Regions from separate parts of the Zea mays genome. Here region 1 is linked to region 2. The links are chromatin contacts, called in public Hi-C maps. All regions are on one chromosome and are shown on one strand. The core of a region is the stretch at or near the end of the contact, and the rest is flanking DNA. Distances in the headings are between cores, read along the strand shown.

Region 1 (4,484 bases), core at 103-2,602, 180 kb after region 2:
TTGACTTTCAACTTCTGTGGCACTCTTTTGTCGCATAGGACTTCTGATGCTTGACGTTATTTCATCCACCCCGCTTTGATTCTATGGCTCAAATAGATAAGGGCTCAAAGCTGAACCTTGATGTAGTCCTATGTTAATCGGGAAAACATATGTATCACCATCAGTTGTTCGGACACTAGTCACAACATTATCATACATGTCCTTGATGAGCGTAACATACTTTGTTGGGACTTTATGCTTATCCAATGCCCACCACATGAGATTCCTAGGTATTTTATCCTAAGCCTTTTCTAAGTCGATAAAAACCATGTGCAAGTCCTTCTTCTGTTCCTTATATTGCTCCATGACCTGCCTTATTAAGAAAATTGCTTCCATGGTTGACCTACCTTCCAGGACATCTTAAAATGCAAAGGAAAAAAATGGGTCTTATAGTTAACCTACAGAAATTCCATAAATCAGTAGTCAGTCTGCCAGGACAGACTCTTTAAGCTTATAATTAGAAATTTAGCTACATTCTCATAGAAGGCAAATTATCAATATCATGAAATAGACTTAAGTGACAAATAACCAATCATGGTCACAAATTTGTATGTTTCCGGAACAATTTGTACACAGATTTATACAATCGACGCAATTATCCGAAAAATACATCACAAACCTTGATGATAAATGACCCAGCAGAAAACATAAACCCAAACTAATAATCAGAAAAACAGGGCAGCAAGGCAAGGCAAGGGTCCTCACCCCGGTTGTCGCCTCATCTTGAAGCTCTCGCTCGTGAACCCAATGGATGTCTGCCCCTTGTATCCAGCATTCCTGACGCCCATCTCGAAGTAGTACACGGCTCGGCGCGTCGGCGCGGGACGGTCGGCCTGCACGACACCGACGTCGTGGCCGTGGTGATGGCTGCCGAGGTATTTTACCGATAACTTGTCGGTAGAGACGACGGAGAAGAGTCCCGAGCTGTTGACGGTGTTGAGCTCGGACGGCTCAGCCTCCAGCTCCGCCGACGCGCAGTTCCACTCTGGCCGGGATCGCCACCGCGATGCTAGCCGCATCGGATCTACCGTTGCCCCTGCCCCTGGCGCTGCCGCATCCGCGTCCTGGTTCGTCACCATTCGCCTATCCACTCCCGAGAAGGGAAAACAGTATATTAAAACGAAGCGGAAAAATCACCGAATTGGGTGAAAGCAAACTCCGATCCCGACCAAACCCGTTCGTTAAGAAAATTGCGGGAACGACGATTGTATGGGAGCTGAGCTTACCGGGACACAGAACGGGCTGGATCAGTGGTTGCTTGCAGTTGCCGGAAACGTGGAGGAAAAGGTCAGTGCAGGAGACGGATGGAGCCAGACTGCCGAAGGTGAAAAAGGGTGAGTTGGAGAGACCAGGCAAGCAACTGGAGTGTGATTTGCATGTTTTCTTGGGGTTTAGTAAATTGAGGCCTTGTGGTGGGCAAAATACCCTAAAACCTAAACTCAAAACCTGAATTAACCGAACCTAAGTACCCAAACCAAAATACTCAATCAGAATTTCGGACAGCAATTATAATAATGTAAATTAATTTTGGATAGCTTGAGTAATACAACCTGATACTAAATTACTCGAAATGTCTCGATATTAAATATAAATCTATTATTTGGAACAAATTAATATAAATATGTATGCTGATTTAATAATATGTGTGAGACTTGTGAGTAGTATAGTGCGACTATAAAAGCAGACTAACAACTTGCTGAAAAACCATATTATTTTATTACATGTAACGTTTACTTCAATTTTATGTTTCTTTGTTGTATAATACTACAATCCGGTAATCGATGAACCTGGGTTCGAATTTTTAGGTACCCAAATTTTCGGGTTAAAGTTTTAGACGGATATACATTGATCCTGATTCTCATTACATGAATTTCTAATTATCTCAATTCTCCGGTCCGAAAAAATCGAGTAAAGTTGTTCTAGAACGAATGGGCAGGTCGGTGATGAACCGGAAATGGTGATTGGTGAGTGATGTGTCTTAGCCCCGTTTAGATCCTCGCGTTTAATTGTTTGCCAGTAGCTAATAATTAGCCGATAAATAATTAACTAGCAATAATTAGTCAGAGTATGTTTGGAATCTTGACTAATAGATATCTTTTCTATTTACATGATCTATTAGCAAGGTCATGACTAATGGACAAATAGTTTGTCAGTCCTCTTGCTAACAATTAATTAATTTATTAGCCAGTTTAGATACCAAGGTGCTATAACTTGCTAACAATTAATCAATTTATTAGCCAGTTTAGATACCAAGGTGCTAGAATTAGCCGATAAATTATTTGCCACTCGGATCTAAACATCGCCTTACTCCCTTCCTCCCGAAAAGATTATAAATAGGGATATATGTCGGTCAAACTCCAGATTTAAAATAAATAGTAATAACATTTCTATTTCTAACTAGATTTAATATAGAAAGTATATTTTATAACTAATTTAATGACAATTACTTTGTTTTGTAAATATTTATTATTTTATTTTATAACATTGGTTGGTTATTTTTTTTCTCTTGTTTGCAGCATGCTTGTCTCGCATCACGCCATGAAGGAGAGAGATATTGACTAGGGTCTTTATTAAGTTACTGTTTAATTCTGGAGTACGGTGAACGTAACCACTTCGCTCCAATTTTTGTCGTTGTTTGAATTCGTTTCATGTAGTACGAGTGAGCCCCAAAAAAATAAAAATTATGTTCAAATACTACGCGTGAAAATGGTATGTTCACCTTGTTACAACTGAATGGTTTGTGGGAGTGCCGTGATGTCTGAATTCAAATAAGCATACAGAATGCGCGAGCTGAATGCATGTGTATATACAAACTTTAATACAATTCCGAAATGCTTGTATCATGGATTCATATCTTCCATCATCATGCGCTACTGGCTCATCCGTAGTATAAAGCTGCATGCCACAAAACCGAATCAGCTCACGACGACAGCTGCGGTGCCGGTACCTCCGGAGCCTCGACGGTGGCGGCGGCGCCGTCTTGTGCCTCGTCGGGGGCGGGGGCCTCGAGGGTCTGCGCCGGCGCAGCCACCGCCGGCTGGAACTTGGTGACGTAATAGCTGAGCGGCGGGCCGCTGTAGGCGGCTTCCGGCACCTGCGGCACCTGGCTCTTGTTCACCTGGATGAGGATGGACGAGGCCGCGGCTACGGTGATGAGGACGAGCCCCGCGGCGATGGCGGCCGTGTTCTCGGCGCCCTCCGCCGACGTACCCGCCGTGCCGGAGCTGATGGCACTCTCGGCCACGTACACCATCGGCTGTGCAAATCAGTTGGCATGGCAGGAGGTGATGTATCGTATAATAAAGCTATCTTGTATCCAGGAACAGAAAGATTGAGGTTACACCACAGTGAGTGAAGTGGCCGCAGAATTAGATTTGTATCGAAGGGTTACCTCGACGGAGTAGATGTTGGTCTGGCCGGCGGTGTCCTTCTCCACTAAGCCGGTCCACCCTTTCTTCTTGGGAGGGAAAGTGCCGACGACCTGGGTCCTCTCCTCGGCCAGCCACTCGGCGCTCAGGCTCCCGACCTGCATGCATGCGCACCACAGAAATGGCAATGGCATCTCGTTCTCGTTGCTGCTTCAATTCCGCTCTCTGCTGTGCCGGCGTAAGCATCTATCTACTACTGCTGCCGCAACGAGGCACGCAGAGTTCCAAGACAGCTGGCGAAGGGAAGAGGAGGAGAGCGGTACCTCCTTCTCCGGGGCGCACTCCTCCTCGTTGCAGTCGGGGTCTTCCTGCGCCGGCGCCGGCGAGGAAGGGGACGGAGAAGAGGAAGCGTTGCAGGTGAGCAGGAACGGCCTGCTGCTGCGGCCACCGCCGATGATGCCCCCTCGCACTTGGGATGCCGCCTGAGGCTTGCTCCTCAGGAAGATGCAGCCGCTGGCGGAGAGCATGGACTGCGCAGGGCAAGCCATCTCTACTTGCTCCTCCTTCCTTTCCTCCTCTTGGCAGACCAGCAGACGCGCTCACACACGATGGGACGGGAAACAAAGAACAGGAGGAGGACTGGAATCATCCACACACCAGACCCTCTCTTTTGTGTGCGTATAAGCCGTTAGCCGTGAGCAGAAAGAAATATCTTTCCGGTGCTTGGGTCTGTGGTCGCCAGCACGTACACGTTGCCGCGCAGGCTGCCGACCGAAGAGAACGGCGGACGGCGGAGGGCCTTGGGCGTGGGCGTGGCCCGTCCAGCAAACCAAGCGGCGACCTTTCGGGCCTTGGCATTGCCTGAAAATCGTAGCAGAACTGAAACTCTCCGAGCAGTCATCGTCGGCAGCTGCTTTACTCAACGAAAGAGCACGGTAACAGCAACATTGGCCCGCGGCCCACGCCCACCCTTGAAAATCGAAGTGTCTTGCCTCATCACGTTTACATCGTTACATGTAAAGAGTGGTGACTGTTCTAAAAAGGTAAAGAAGCCTGGCACAGCTCAGTTCAGTAGCA
Region 2 (4,923 bases), core at 2,045-4,544:
AAAAATGTGTTTCCACTAAATTCAACAAGTTAGTATCTGCGCTGCTACACATACTTGCCTCTGTATTTGGGCTTGGAGTCTCTATCAGGCTTCCCATCCTGGGCTGGCTCGAACACGGCGGAATGGAGGTTGCCCTCCTCCATCCACTTCTGGTGGTTCTCCCTGAACTCCCGGTGCCGCTCTGCGGCCAACTTCTCGATCTCCTCGGTGTAAGGTGCAACCTTCACCATGGTCAGCAGAACCCGGCTGTACCGAAAGCTCAGGATCTGCTCAGAGGAGGTGATTAACTTGAAGCAGGGGTGCTCAGGGAACTGCGGGTTCGCAGTGCCATCTTCACCTCGCAGTACAGGGTAGAAGAAGACGAGCCTGCCACCCATGACTACCATCCTTGCGGCAAGGTGGAGGAGGTCATGGACGCACTCTGCGAGGCTATATGGGGCGGTTGATGGGATGTGATTGTCCCGTTTCTCATCAGGCACTGTGTAAGGGCCTTTGACGCCTTTTATGAGCTTCCGACCACCAGACTTCCGGCCACCGGCCCGGACTCCATATGGTGGGTCACAAATTATTGCATCGAACATCTGATTGATGACAAGCAGTGGTATTTTCAATTAAGACAAATCTGATCGAGAAAGTAAGTTTTGACATAGCTCATAGAGGCAGAACCGCAGAAGCAACAATAAGGGCAGGATCACAAATTGTAGACTCCAATAAAAGGAACTATTCGCTAATGAAAGCCTAAGAAAGAAACTAAAAAGCTCATAATATAAGCTTTAATCAAATTTCATGTAGCAATGAAATTATGCAACAGCTTTATTAGCCATTTGCAGAGAAGGCTTTCAGATTAAGTGATAGCAGTAATCACGAGGACATTTTAGAACACCCCTCCCCCTGTGCTGTCCCACACCCACAAAAAAATAGTTTGGTTCTAGCACTAAAGGCAATCTACCCAAGTTCTATATTGTGCATTTTGTGGAAAAGGTTACCTCACACTTTCAGTTCATACACTAATAGTAAATGATGCACAAGTGTTACCTCCTTCAATCCAGGACGCCAGGGTGGGAGATTGTTGTCTGCCCTTAGCAAACACAAAGGCTCTGGTAACTTATACTGATAAACAGACAACATGTTAGTGCTTAGCATTAAATCTAGCATTCCAGCCATTTAATTAACAAATAAATCCCTAAATATTCTTTCCAAAAAGAAAAGGTGAATAACTAAACATGGATGTTTTCCACGACTTGAACTATTAAGTCAAAAAAAATCATGGCATAATGAGACTAATATAACAAGCATGGGCATGTTAGATTCCTGTGTTGGCTTGCCTTGCCTTGCCCACAAGAGAAAGCCTTGCCCTGCCAGCCCAAGCAAGCAGAAATAGCTCTCCCTTGGAAGCAAGACAAAATCTTGCCTGCACAGATCTCGTTTGATTTCTCACTCAGCAGTATAATGTGTATAATGCGTATAATGTGTGGAATGTATTGCATTGAGCCTCTAGAGAGAATATATAGGAGTACATGACTTGGAGGGCAAGAAGCCTATACTAGAGATAAGGAAGGTTATCCTAGATATAAGGAAGGTATCCCGGGATTACACTCAATCCTAAACCAACCATATCAGGAGTTGCCTAATATACTCTAACATGTCTAATATACTCTAACAATTAAGTTGCATGCACCAACCAATTTAACCCAAAAGCTTAAGCTAATAGGAGGAGTGGACAATTCACTTATATTATATTCCAACATACTCCAATTGAATCAATTTAAATAAATAAAAGAATAACAAAACCCTGTCTCATCTCTATTGGTAGAACTATGGTATGGAGTCTCAAATCTAGTATCGCTAGACCAACTTATGAGTGTCACTGGTTTGTTGAGATAGCTAGAGATAAAATCAACAAAAGTCATAAATATAGAGGATAAAAGTTCAAAAAAAGTATTTGTCGTTTCAGGGAAATCACTGTTGCCACTTGCCACCATCAGTTATAACACCCACCATAATTTCTGTACATATCCTTTTCATGAGGCTCATAATTCCAAACAAATTGCAGATGACTGGGCTATAGAGACAACAATAACATGCAAGAACTGATTGAAGATAACAGTGTGAAATTACCTGCTCAAAGTTGCTCCAAACATTGCAATTGGGGCCACGACCATCCCGTACAACCCTTATATCAATATCTGCACCCTGAAAAGCCTTTATCAGAAAGACATAGAGACTAACAAAATTAAAAAGTATATTTATTCGCAGAAACACAAACCATCGTCATAGCTCCAAAATGTGCAGCTGCAACCAAAATGCTCCCGGTCCCAACAAAAGGGTCATAGACAAGCTTCCCAGGCGAGGCCAGACCCTGATTGGCCATGAGGAAAGCCATTTCAGCATCCATTGCAGTGGGGCCAATGTACTTCCTACTCTTGAGCTGGTATGTTGGCAGGAGATGCCTATCAGCTGCTCCAACCTCCCGGCCAAAGAATATCGACCTCTTGACAACCGGTGGGAGACCATTGTTCGACCCATAGTCATCGGTCTCCATGACAAAGAATCTGTGATCAGGCTTCTTCAAATTAACACGTCCCTGAAAGGAAACAAAAAGGTGAAGCCTGGTTAGGCGACTGATACCATTCAGCATCCACAAGATCAGCACCAATAGAAATGGAGAAAATAATGTCATCAACCTTGAATGGTATGTAAGTGAGGCTCTGTATGATCTCGTTCTGCTCTTGGGAGCTGATCACCTTGCCGAAGCTGTCGATAACGATCTTGAAGCTGCTTTCCGGGACCAGGAACGGAAGCTTCCTCTCGTCGGGGTACTCCCTGACCGACTTCTCCAGCTCCTCGTAGGTAGTGCCATAGCCCCAGAGCTCGTAGACCCCCTTCACCAACAAGCCTACCCCGCACGACGGCAGTGAATCACGCAGAGGAATCAATAAACGGGAACATGAGGAGAAGACTGGAAAGTATAAAGGACTTGAGCCCGCGCTTACTGCGGTTGGCGACCTGAGCGGCGAGGCGCTCGTCTCCAGGGAGGCGAACGAGGTGGAAGGGGGAGTCTACGTGGTGGTTCTCCGGCATGCGCCACTCGACGGATTCACGGGCGCCTGGGCCGGCAAAGAGCTCGGCGAGGGACTCCACCTCCGGTCGCCGGTAGTCCAGGAGCCTGTGGTAGAAGACGCATAGATACCACATCTCTCTTGTGCTGCTTTTCTCCGGTCACTTACTATTCCAGCGGGAGGACGAACCCTGGGGCGCTGTCGTGGTTGGGCGTCTCCAGCGGCGGCGGCGGGAGGGAATCAAACGAAGAAACGGAAAGATTGCAAGGAGAAAGACCTACCTAGTACCCCGGACAACGGCGCCTGCAATGTGGGCCCGCTAAGGTGTCCGCGTGTTTCCATGGGCTGGGCCTGCGCAGGAGCACGGGCCGATAAGTTCTCTTCGAGTTCGTAGCAAAAATAATGGGCCACACTTCTGTGCAACTCCATCATTTTCTCGTTACCAGTGGAAGTATACACGTGGCATAATAAAGAATAGTATATATAAGATGTTTATATATATCTATATAATATTAAATTTATTGATATATTGGTTTTTCAACGTAACAAGTTATGCTAATTGTTTAAAGTCTTCTATATAACCATTACAAAACTTATCAATCAAAAAGATATAAGACCAATTTGTCGCACCGGATTTAAGGATAAAGCCGGGTGCATCTCATATATGCGTCAAAGAAGAACAACACATATAACAACAGAATATATAGAGATAAATGTCACAATATCATAAAAGTAATTATTACATAGTGGAAGTCTCATGAAAATAAAAGATAAACATAAAGCGAACTAAGGTTCATCCTTGGCGCCATAAAGTCGACTCAGAGACGCCACCTAGATCAAGTCGAACTCCTCGTTGTGCGGCTCCTCCTGGGCCACCTGTTCTTCTCCTGTGGGAGTTGTTGGAACTTGTTCTCCCGAGCAAGTTTGATCCAACGGGGGAGTAGAAGTAATGCAGACAAGGTTTTGCTCAAGAGGGCGATTGCTTTCTTGATCTCCCCTTACAAGGGCACTGTGCGGGGGTATTTATAGGTGCTCGAATGCCTAGCGCCTCGGGTTAAGTACGCATGTGCCCTCAAGCGCCCAGGTTATCCCCGGAATATTCCCATTAAAGTAGGGTTACAGACTGTAATTACAGAGAAGCCTTTACAAATCAGGCCCGTAATGCTCCGCGGCCACGCAGGGCCTGTTATAATGGGCCAGATTGCACGTGGGCTTTCGTGTTGGACGACGCCGCGGGATGGGACGACCTCGCCAGAAGCCTTTGTTCCTCGGTCGCATTGGACGAAGGGTGGAGTCTGCCAGTCGTCTTGTCTCCGTTGGTGCAGCGAGACTGGCGAAGGCATCGAGCGAAGGGGTCTGTCGGTTGTCTTTTCTCCGTTGGTGCAGCGAGACTGGCGAAGGCATCGAGCGAAGGGTGGCGTCTTCGCCTTCGCCCCAACATTTGCCCTCCGAGGGACCAGTTCGACTAAGTCATCTAGTGCCGAAGGCGTCGCTAGATGGTGGAGACGCTGCCCTCGCTCGAAGTGGTTCCGCGGGGGTTTTTGACATGACCGTTGATTGACGGCGTACTGTTGGATTGCGGGTTTCCCTAAGCGTCGCGCCCTGTGTATAAAAGGGGGTGGGGGCGGCGCAGGTTGAAATTTACCCTTCCGCGCACCGCGAAAACCCTAACCTCCTTTTCAAACTGCTCGCTTGCTCGTGTGCCCTCCTTGCTCCTGTTCGTCGGAGATCTGGCCCGCGTGAAGCAGACCGCACGCCACCGTCGACGGTACGTAGCCATGCCATCTTCCTCCTCGTCTGCTGCGACCACACCGACGGCCGAGGCGTCGTCCGAAGATACCTCGGGCACTGTGGCGGCGGCAGA

What was found. Hi-C and Micro-C count contacts between places; a contact is called where the count stands out from the background.
Region 1: a contact with region 2 is called in a Hi-C map of ear, with 4 times the contacts expected there. The contact joins the promoter of LOC100284123 here to the promoter of LOC100280406 in region 2. A contact is called at or near these places in 10 of 25 Hi-C or Micro-C datasets (bundle sheath, ear, endosperm and 3 more).

The regions. Positions count from the first base shown.
Region 1 is chr5:176,840,476-176,844,959 of Zm-B73-REFERENCE-NAM-5.0, forward strand. It overlaps LOC100284123, which reads right to left and starts at 1,353. Exons shown (of 11, transcript NM_001371976.1): 1 at 1,266-1,353; 2 at 745-1,122. The coding sequence starts at 1,118. It overlaps LOC107305671 (proline-rich family protein), which reads right to left and starts at 4,049. Exons shown (of 3, transcript NM_001320761.1): 1 at 3,731-4,049; 2 at 3,431-3,565; 3 at 2,829-3,295. The coding sequence starts at 3,955. The coding sequence ends at 2,960.
Region 2 is chr5:176,658,373-176,663,295 of Zm-B73-REFERENCE-NAM-5.0, forward strand. LOC100280406 reads right to left here and starts at 3,295. Exons shown (of 6, transcript NM_001361069.1): 1 at 2,994-3,295; 2 at 2,685-2,896; 3 at 2,267-2,584; 4 at 2,119-2,193; 5 at 1,036-1,110; 6 at 1-581. The coding sequence starts at 3,195. The coding sequence ends at 45.